Linked DNA regions of Mus musculus: region 1 is linked to region 2. A link is a contact called in public HiChIP or PLAC-seq data. All regions are on one chromosome and are shown on one strand. The core of a region is the stretch at or near the end of the contact, and the rest is flanking DNA. Distances in the headings are between cores, read along the strand shown.

Evidence for each region. HiChIP or PLAC-seq counts read pairs in DNA pulled down with a chosen protein or histone mark.
Region 1: an H3K27ac HiChIP or PLAC-seq map of embryonic stem cells shows a contact between it and region 2, with 2.6 times the contacts expected there. The contact joins the promoter of Thsd4 here to the promoter of Nr2e3 in region 2. A contact is called at or near these places in 7 of 39 promoter capture datasets (cranial neural crest, embryonic stem cells, frontonasal cranial neural crest and 4 more), 2 of 484 Hi-C or Micro-C datasets (cerebral cortex and uterus), 5 of 115 datasets of contacts at active chromatin or transcription factors (embryonic forebrain, embryonic stem cells, kidney and 2 more) and 3 of 9 other capture datasets (adipose tissue, embryonic stem cells and pancreatic islet).

Annotation. Positions count from the first base shown.
Region 1 is chr9:60,509,275-60,514,227 of GRCm38.p6, forward strand. It overlaps Thsd4 (thrombospondin, type I, domain containing 4), which reads right to left and starts at 1,761. Exons shown (of 18, transcript NM_001040426.3): 1 at 1,567-1,761.
Region 2 is chr9:59,948,190-59,953,343 of GRCm38.p6, forward strand. Nr2e3 (nuclear receptor subfamily 2, group E, member 3) reads right to left here and starts at 1,890. Exons shown (of 8, transcript NM_013708.4): 1 at 1,599-1,890; 2 at 993-1,119; 3 at 736-839; 4 at 414-635; 5 at 174-331. The coding sequence starts at 1,695. Gm7616 (predicted gene 7616) reads left to right here and starts at 3,107. Exons shown (of 3, transcript NR_168957.1): 1 at 3,107-3,358; 2 at 3,582-3,654; 3 at 4,102-4,214.

The DNA of each region.
Region 1 (4,953 bases), core at 511-3,010, 560 kb after region 2:
AATGATGGTTAAAGGTAGCAGAGTGGAGACAAAAGGAAGAGAAGATGGAAGGGTACAGACAGTGTCCCTGTTTAATCTATGGCATAGTTTAGTGAGCAGTTAACAGCAGCAGAGTAGACAGTTCATACTCACTGAGGCCATCTCAGATGTCCCCTCTGCAGAAAATGACAAGCATCTGAGATGAATAAGAATTAACTCGATTTAAACACTTCCCTTGGTACCCAAGAATCAGGCATTACTACAGCTTGTTAACTTGTAATAAGTTTAATATTTAGAAATAAAATTTCCAGGGCTTAGTGGCAGAACATTACTTATCATGTGTAAGACCCTAGATTCAATCCCAGCATTACACAGATAGTGAGAAGTCCAAGATATACATAATTGACAACTAGAAAGATACATAGCATATGATTGATTGATAGACAGATAGATAGTAAATTATGGTGGACACAGATAATTGATTGATTTATGTGTGAATGAATAAGATAGATAGATAGATAGATAGATAGATGGATAGATAATAGATGGTAGACAGATGTTTGATAGGCAGATAGATTGACAGATAATTGATGGATAATAGAGTCTTCTTTTTCTTTACTAAGATGTTTTTTATTTATTTCAAGCATATAGATAATTATTTATTGAGGCACTTTCATGATGGAACCTTCACTGGGTATCTCTAACATCTCTGTCAGCTTAGTGTTGGCCTCCACCTATTGTCCTTTTTCATTCAGCAGAAGACCTGCTTGGTTCTCGTGACTGCTTCTGTGCTAACCCTGCACATCATAGGCATTGTGCTATGAACAAAGCTCTTATTTAAAGCCTCCATTTAACTGTCTTCTTTTGACATGCTAAAGTCCTGGAGGGGCTTTTCCCTCAGCACGCTCAGCCAGAGACAAAACCCTAAGTCCCCATTTGGTCTCTGCTGAGGAAGGGGGAGTCACCAGTACTTCTGGCCAGGATGTGGTAGTTCCCAATCTCCATCAGATCCCCACGAGCGTTTCTCTGCTGGGAGGGGAAGGATGAAATAAAGCAGGTGCACGGGTCCTCGTGTGGTCCCCATCGAGGCCACAAGCAGGAGCAGAAAAGAGGGGATGTGTGACGTTGCTTCTGTGGGTGGTGGTCCCTTAGGTCCTTATAACCGACCACTCTCCGGAAAGAGAAGAAACATCGTATCACTGCCGGGTAAGGGCGAAGGTCAAATATCCACGCCTGTCTCAGTGATCTAGTCAATCGCTGTTCATTCGGGAGTGAAGAATTAGTGATACAACAATAGGCAATGACTCTGGCAGTCAAACGGCAAGCCAATGCCAAAGGAGAACTCAAAATTCAGGCCCACATCGCCAAGACCACTTGTCTATACACCAAAGAGCTCTCTGCCCAAGGACACCAGCCCCCTGCCCAACAAAACAATGAGAAAAACCCTCCCTGGCCAAAGGACAACAGCTGCCTCCCTTCACATCCTACCACCACCACCCCCCCAGGCCAGAAAGCACACATGCGCCATCGCCCCCTAAACAACACAAACGCACGCTTGCTCAAGTCGGGGTTCCATCCAACACATACAGTGAAAGCAGGTTTGGGAGCCAAGAACCACAGCCTCGCAGTCACCTTCAGGGCTGGTGGTCTCCCATCTGGAAAGAATCCCACTTTTCTGCCCATAGGAATCTCTGAAACCAAGATCCACCCAGGAGCTGTGGAGATGGAAGCAGTCAGCAGGCCTGCTGTCTCCTGTCTGGAGAGCCGGGTCTGCACCCAGCTGGAGCCTTGGTCCCCGGAGCTGGGGCCTCTCCTCTGGCCCCAACCAGCAGTCTGCACAGAGCTGTGTTTTGTCCAATGAGGGAGAGCTGGTGACCCGGGCGGGGAACTCAGCTTTCCAACAGCCTCTGTTTTTGTTTCCATTTAAAAAGGTTAGTGACTTTACTGCATGTGGAAAGAACCAGGGAAGCAAGCTCAAAGAGGCTCAGCGTGTTTTTGGAGCTGACCAAAAAACACAGGACTTTTGAGTCGGGTTGGGAGAAGAGGGAACAAGTTTATCCTGCATTCACCATGTGCCAAATGCAAGCCTGGGAGTGCCTTCCGTGCCCTTCCCTGCTGGATTCAGGCAGAATCGAGTCTAATTCCATACCACAGACCATCAGGATGGGAGGAGTCAGAACTACTGGACTCCCGGGATCAAATACAACAAGAGAGCAATGTGAAAAACACCTTTTAATTGGGAACTAGAACAGGATACAGTGTATTTACCCATCAATATTCTTAGCCTTGTCAGCATCGCCAACAACAACAGTATCCATGAATGCTCAAGTCCCTCATATAAAATGTCATGGTATTTGTATATAACATATATATGTATGTATGTATGTGTGTGTGTATATATATATATATATATATATATATATATATATATACATACACATACACACACACACACACACACACATATATATATCCATCCTCCCATATGCCTTAAATTACTCCTGGGGGCACTGATACTATCTCACACACTGCAGATACTATGCAAAAGACTACCTTATATAAATGGCATGGTACGGCATGAGCTGTGCTCATCCTCCTGCCTGGGCATTTTAAACCATCCCTGGATTACTTATACTGCCTCATGTACTGTACATGTTAGGTAAATGGACAGTGTACCATCTATCTCTAGTAGATAAAGACAAAAATCAAGGTCTGACCATATTCAATACTGATATAAAGTTTTAAAACTATTTTCAATCTGAGTCAGGCAGTGGTGGCATGAGCCTTCAATCCCAGCACATGGGAGACAGAAGCCATGTCTGAGTGTGAAGCCAGCCTGAACTATAGAGTGACTTCCAGGACAGCCAGAACTACACAGAGAAATCATCCTGAAAAACAAGCAAACATATATCTTTTTCAATACACACACACACACACACACACACACACACACACACTCTCAATCTGCAGTTGGCAGAATCTTGGAAAGGTATAGTATATCACTAAAGTCATTGATGCTAAGAATTTTGAAAGTCTATTTATATATACATACATACATATATATATATATATATATATATATATATATATATATATATATATATATATATATATATTATTCACTACAATGACTACTCAAAGTATAGCAAGTTGTATTATGGCGATTGCATTAAGTTGTATAACCCAAGCTCACAAATAACCTTTTTTTTTTTTCTAAAACTTATGACTTGAACTAGATTCTTAGGGACACTGGAACACCTATGATTTTTGTAGACTACCTGGGGCACTGCTGTATTTTAATTGTAATACGTCTACACAGTTGTGTATCTGAGCTTGGTTCCCAGTTGGTAGTGCTGTTTGAGGATGTGGTGGAAACTTTAAGAGGAAGCAGGCTACTGTGGGTGGGCCCTGGGGTCTTACAGGGTGGCTCTGCTTCCTAGCTGTGGGTGCAAAGAGACCATCCAGCTTCCTACCCCTGCTGTCACTCCTTCGTTACTGCAGTGTCTTCCTGGTCACCCTGGAATCACCCTCTTGAACTCTAAGCTGGGTAACCCATTCCTCTCTGAAACTGCTTGTCAAGGATTTTGTCACAACAGCAATACAAATTACTCACCCGATGTTCACAGTCACTCTTCCTGGCACTGAAAAGGCTTTCAATAGTGTGTGGAACTAGACTGGAAGGCATGGGTCAAGCCTGACTGACTGCCTGCCATTTAGGGGGAAGAGAGGGTCACATTTTCAAATGGTTGAACAACAAAGAGAGAGAGAGACAGAGAGACTGAGACAGAGAGAGACAGTGAGAGACAGAAAGACAGACAGGCAAAGACAGAGACAGGATAAGAGAAAGACAGACAGAGACAGAGTAAGACAGACAGACAGACAGAGAATTTGCTATGATGTAATATGGATGCCAGGATCATCAGAGTATCCATACAGGATTTTAGTGAGATTTTATTTTCCTTTAAGAATATGTGCATGTTTATGTATACAGGACCCCGAAAGAGGTCAGAAGACGCCAGATCCCCTGCAAGTGTAGTCCCAGGCAGTTGTGAACCACCCAATGCAGACGCTGGGAACCAAACACCAATCCGCCACAAGAGCCGCAAGGGCTCACAGCACTGGGCCACCTCTCCAGCTCCTAAATAAAGTTTTATTGGATTGCACCTATGACCTTGCCTTTATGGACTTCCCGTGGCTTCTCTCATGCTCAGAGGGCAGCACTAATTAGGTGCACCAGAGAACCATGTCCTGCAAAACTCGGATATCAACCCTCTGACCCCTTGTAAGGAGCGTGCTGCTGAACCCCGCCTGACACCATCTGTCAGGCTGTCATTCATACGTGCCAGGCTGAGAACACAGCAAGATAAGGAGGACGGCAGAACCTCACGGCTTCTGACAGAGCAAAGGAACCATTGTGGCACGCTGAGAGGAGGGGGTGCTAAGAGATACTGTGGGCTAGAAGCAACTGCACAGTGTGTGGAGGCTGTGTTGTGTACATAGAAGCAACTGCACGGTGTGTGGAGGCTGTGCCAGGCACAGGCATACACTGCATTCATCTGAGGCATGGGAAGTCTCACTTAGGAGAAGCTGGATCCTGCAAGCTAACCAAGGATATAGCATTCTCATAAAGGACAAACGGCTTCAGCTTCCTTTAGCCCTCTCTTCCCCCCACCCCCAATGTTTTCTACTGGGTCTTGCCTCCCACCCCATGTCTTTCTAAAGTCCCACCACTGAGTCCAGTGCCTTTTATTTGGGTCTGATGGGCTGTCCACTATAGTTATTATAATGATTTTCCTATTACCTGCCTCTGCCTATGGCTGTAAGAACCACCATGCTTTTAGGCAGAAATAACATCTTCCTACAAGACTATAAGACACACACACACACACGTGTGTGTGTGTGTGTGTGTGTGTGTGTGTGTGTGTGTGTGTGTGTAGATCAGAGTTTTCATGCTTATTAAGGAACATAGTAGCC
Region 2 (5,154 bases), core at 640-3,139:
CATACTTCCACTGTCACTGCCCTAACCACCACCGCCCCCCAGCTCAGAGACACAAGTACCCTAAGGTAAACTATGTAAGTCTCCATCCCTCGCCAGCCCAGGGGTCCATGTTTCCCCAAGCTGACTGCTCACTGTGCCTGGCCCAGCTCCAGCAGGCAGGCTGTGCTGTGTACCTGGTCCCGGAAAGGCAGGTTGGAAAACACAGGCAAGTTTTTGGCCCATTTGACAGCCATGAAGAGCAGGCGAGCAGATGTCTCATGGATGCCATCCAGACTGCAGGGGGATGCGGGGAACTCGGGGTCATTGCTGGTGACATCAATATTCTCTTCAGCTGCAGAGGAGGAGGTTTGGAGTTCAGTGGCTGCTCTGTGGGAGCCGGTGTGAGTATCCACGCCCACTGCCTTCCCACTTACCGTCCTCTGGCTCCAGTTTAGCACAAGTTTCGGCGGTGATAAGGCTGGCCATAAAGTGGTGGCCCATGGCTCTGGTTGCAGACACAGACGTGGGGCCCCGGGGACTGGGCCCTGCCAGAGCAGGAGAGGCTACCACTGGTTCTGATCGGGGGTCACTGCCTGTTTCCATGGCATCCAGGTGGACCTGAGCCATGCTCCGAGGTTGGCGCTCATTCTGCACAGCTTGGAAAGCAGGGAGACTCAGGACACACACGCACCTGCCCCTTGGCAGTGATGCCATTTTCTCTCCTGCCTTTCCCACTTCACCGTGCCCACCACTCACCATCTTGGTTCATGCCTGCTTGTAAGCACTTCTTCAGCCGGCAGGCCTGGCACTGATTGCGATGGGCCTTATCCACTGGGCACATCCCTGCCCCGACTTGGCACCTGCAGAGGACACGAGCTCCTGGGGGGGCAGTGTCATGCCCTGACTCTAGGCCTTGACTTGGGATATGTTTGCCCTGGTCTCGTCTTCCGCTTTCCCTGAACGCCCTCCACCCGTGCTAGGCACACCGGGGCAGGCCGGCAGAGCTGTGGCACCTGTAGATGAGCCTCCTTCTCACACTCCTCTTGAAGAAGCCACTGCAGCCATTGCAGGCATAGATGCCATAATGTTTCCCACTGCTGCTGTCCCCACACACTCGGCACTGGAGCGAGGGGCCCACACCTGAGCAAGAAGGCAGGGCTGAACTGAGATAGCTCCCCACTCCCTCCCCTAGTCACCCCCTTTCCCTCCGGTCCATAGGTTCCCACGTTCCTCAAACTAGATCTGCCCATGTGACTCCCACCGGAAACAGCAGCTTCCTCACTGTGGCATCCTAACCTCTGCTCCCACCCCTTCCCCTCTCTTTTCCCTCCATGGCTTCCACCTTCCCAGCCCCATTCCTCCCCTATGGGCGGCTGCAGCCTCTCTCGAGATCTCTCTGTGTCTCAAGAGCACCCATTTCCTGCCTCAGCAGCCAGTTGTTGGGTCTTGCTCTGCTGGCCTCTCAGTTTCTAGGACTCTGGGGTTGCCAGCAGACTCTCATGCTTGCTCACAGCCCTGGGGTTGGGGCTATGTGGCTCAAGCTCGCTCGTGGCTCTCTGAACCTACTGCTTACACTCTCTTCCTCAAAGGTCCAGACCACACCTCCAGAAAAATCATACCTGTTGGATCCTCTCCAAGGCCCCATCTACCTGGAGACTCCTTCTTGGAGGCCGCCACAGACACAGGCATAGTGGAGGCAGCCACTGTAGAGCTCATCGGATATGGATGGTCCTAAGGGTAGCCTGCTTGCTAGAAGTTGCTGGGCCCAACCGATGCATCCATCTTTAACCCCTGTCTGTCTGTCTGTCTGTCTTTCAGTCTGTGCCTGTCTCTCCTCTACTTCCCTTGCCTTGTAAGTTAGGAGCGTTTCTTCCTTCTGAAGCGTTCTCACCACCCTGGCTCTGGGTCCAGACTTCTGCCAGCACAGCGCTGGACACAGTGTATGATCCTCTTAATCTTTACTGTCTCCGCAGGGGATCAACTGACCACACCTGCAGCATTACCCAGGTGCCCCTGGGAGCCAGTCAGCCCTGATTCCTAGGCTGCCTAACATGCCTGGGGGTCGGTCCATCCTTTGCTGTCCTTACTGACACTGTATGGGAGCAAGGAGCTTGGCTGAGACCACATGCTCTCAGCTGTCTATTATTCAATGACAAATCTTAATGGGGGTGAGGAGGGTGTTACACATCCCACCTACCCAGGGACTTCAAATGTTTTTTGTGGCATTTGCCATGTATTCGAGGCATGTGTGACCGTGTATGTATCACCGTGTCTGTGTAGGTTTCTGCCTCTGTTGCTTGTTCACGTTGGGATGCTCACCCTCTAACCTGGTGGCTCTCGACTTAGTCTCTTAATGAAGGACTGCTTGGGGCTTGTGGCTTGGGGCCTTGCCCCACGGAAGACTCACATCTCTATATGTCTCTGTGATCAGGTCCAGCAGAGGGTATTGGGCAGGCTGGGGGCAGAGGAGATGCTTGTGGACATTTTCCCATGGGGCAATGAGGTAGGACACAGCTCAGGAAGTAGGCGTCTGTGTCTCCTGGTACCTGACTCCCAGAGGAAGAGAGACTAGGGTAAGGACAGATTCACCTCCATGCATGCTTCTGCCCTGTTGTGGGCCATGTTTCACTGAGCAAGTGACTTAGCCTCTCCGAACCTCAGTTTCCTCCTCTTGGTGTGATACAATGCCTGTCTTAGGTTGTAGTTGGGAACATGACGTTAGATGATTCCCATAATGTATTTTGGTGCCTGATACTAACAAAGAAGACTGAAGCAACACCAGGGAACATCCTTTCCTGTCCCTGCTATTCTGCCCCTTACCATCCTCTCCCTAGGCCCGAATGAATGGGAAATAGCGTGTTGATGTGCAGGAAGAGATGCCCATCCCCATCTGCCCTTGCCTCACAGTGGGATAGGACGAGTTTGTCCCGTGTTAGAACCTGGGAGCATCTAGAGGGATCATGGAGTTAAGAGGACAGAAGGGTGGGGCATGGCCTCCTAAGTGGGCTTAACCCTCACTATGACAGGGAAGCACTATTGGGGATTTGGAAAGTCAGCTCAGGGGCTTTGCAGGGTGATCCGCTGAGGACAGGAGCCTCTCATATGTCCTGTCTGTCCCCAGCCCCTTAGGAACCTTCATGGACAAGGCTTCAGACAAGGCCTGAAGCTCCACTTAGCAGCCAAGTCAGGGCTTCAGGGCAAGATTTGTACTCTAGACATGCCATCTGCTTCCCACATCCAAGTCACCTTAGCAAGCCTTCCATCCTCTCCGCGGGCAGTCTTCTGTGACAGCTTCGTGACAGCTTCTCACCAGTCTCTGTCCACACCTAAGATCTATGCCCCGACATCCCACTCATCCCCAACTGTCCTGCATAGACATGTGAGTGGGGTCCAAGAACTTGGGGGTGTGCAGTCATGTACAAGGGGCAGACTAGGCCAGGCTGAGCTAAGGGTTGGGATGAACCAGTGCAGAGGGCAATGTAGGACCTATGGGTATGGGTATGGTAGTAGGAGGAGTCAAAGGTAGAGTCTCAGTGGTAAAGTGCTCTGGGGAAGAGTTTAGAGACTTCTCACACAAACCACCACTGTCATACACCTCACAGTGGCCCGACACAGAAGCTGCCACTATGGGCCTCACAGCTAGGAGACTGAGTCGGAGAGGCCCAGAGTGGGGAGGTAAGTTGCCTCAAGCTGCACAGCTATGGAGCAGTAAAGAGGCAAGCAGGGATGGAGCTGGATGCAAATCCCAGCGTCTCCAGGGAAACACCTGGGTGACCAAGAGGAGGGGCCAGATGAAGGCAGGACCTAGGGCCTGAAGGACATAGCCTGGCACTTTATTTGCTGAGCTCTGTGTACTTCTGTTTCTTCATCTCTAAAGCAGGTGTATGTGTTCTGGGGCATGGGGGATGGGAGATATACTGTAAAGGGTTACTAGGGTAGAGGGAGGAGGCAGGGTGAGGCCAGTGCCGAAGAGAGTCGTTTGCTTCTTTCCCAGGTGGACTTGGGCCTCATTTGGGGCTGACGGTATAGAGGAAGGACCGAGGAAGGGAGAAAGTCCTAGGGTAGCCCCCAGCTGGGCCTCAGGGAGCCCAGAGACTTGACCCCACCAGGTGTGTGTTCTAGGCAGGTGCTGGGAGAAACTGACCACAGGAGAGAGGCAATCCCTTCCCCATGGGGCGTTACCTCTGGTCAAGCCCTGAAGAATGCCCTGAAGGCAGAGCAAACAAGTAGAGTGGGTAAGGGGGTGCCCCTCCTGCTTCCCAGCTTCATCCCTGACCATCCTTCAAGACCCTCAGTGTCCTCTCAACACGCCCGCTCCCTACTGCTGAATCTGGTCCAACTGTGTCCTTAATGTTGAAACTTGCTCCAGGTGTGCTCTCTCTCCTCTGTCCAGATGGAAGACCCCAGAAATGGGGTTAGAGGTTAGCTTAGCGTCTGATCAGAAGACAGAAGGTCTGCTCCTGAATCTGTGTTCTCCTGACAGTCTTGGCATGCTGGGTTCTCCCAGCACTGAGCCCTGTGCTGGTGATAAGGGCAAGGATGACGACGACTATGACTCCTCAATGGTTAGATAACGGGAGATAGGCTGTGCAGGGGTTAGGTGAGCCTGGCGGGGGGGGGGGGGGGTTGGAGGGAGGCTCCCCCAGCCTGTGACCGCCAGCTGCTGGGGCAGACGCCAAAGGATTACTCAACTCAAAGCCTTGGAACTGCTGACAAAGCCACCAGAGGCCACCTTACTAATGCAATTATTCCTCTAGGGGACAGGTCAGCAGCTTCCTCTGACTCCCCAGAGGCCTGGGGGGGGGGGGGTGTTTGAACAGTGCATGCAGCACTGCTGACCTCCTTAGGGCCTGGGCTTGGTAAAAGCCCTAGGCAGGGTCTGTCTAGGGCCCAGGCCTGCGGCCTGACCTACCAGGATTCTGTCTGACAGAGGAGGTAGCTCCTGCATCCTGGGACGATGCCTGCTAAGTTGGTGACTGGCTTGTGTTCCAGAAGCTGCACTGCAAGATCTAGTCCTGTGGACAGCATGAGGTCCCTGGAACAGATCTCCTCCCAGGGTCAGTTACTTGGCAGGGTATCAGGTACTCGAGGCTAGACTCAAACTCACTATGCAGCGGAGGATGACCTTGACCTTTGTCCCTTTTCTTAAATGTTTAGTTTGTCCTTTGACAATTT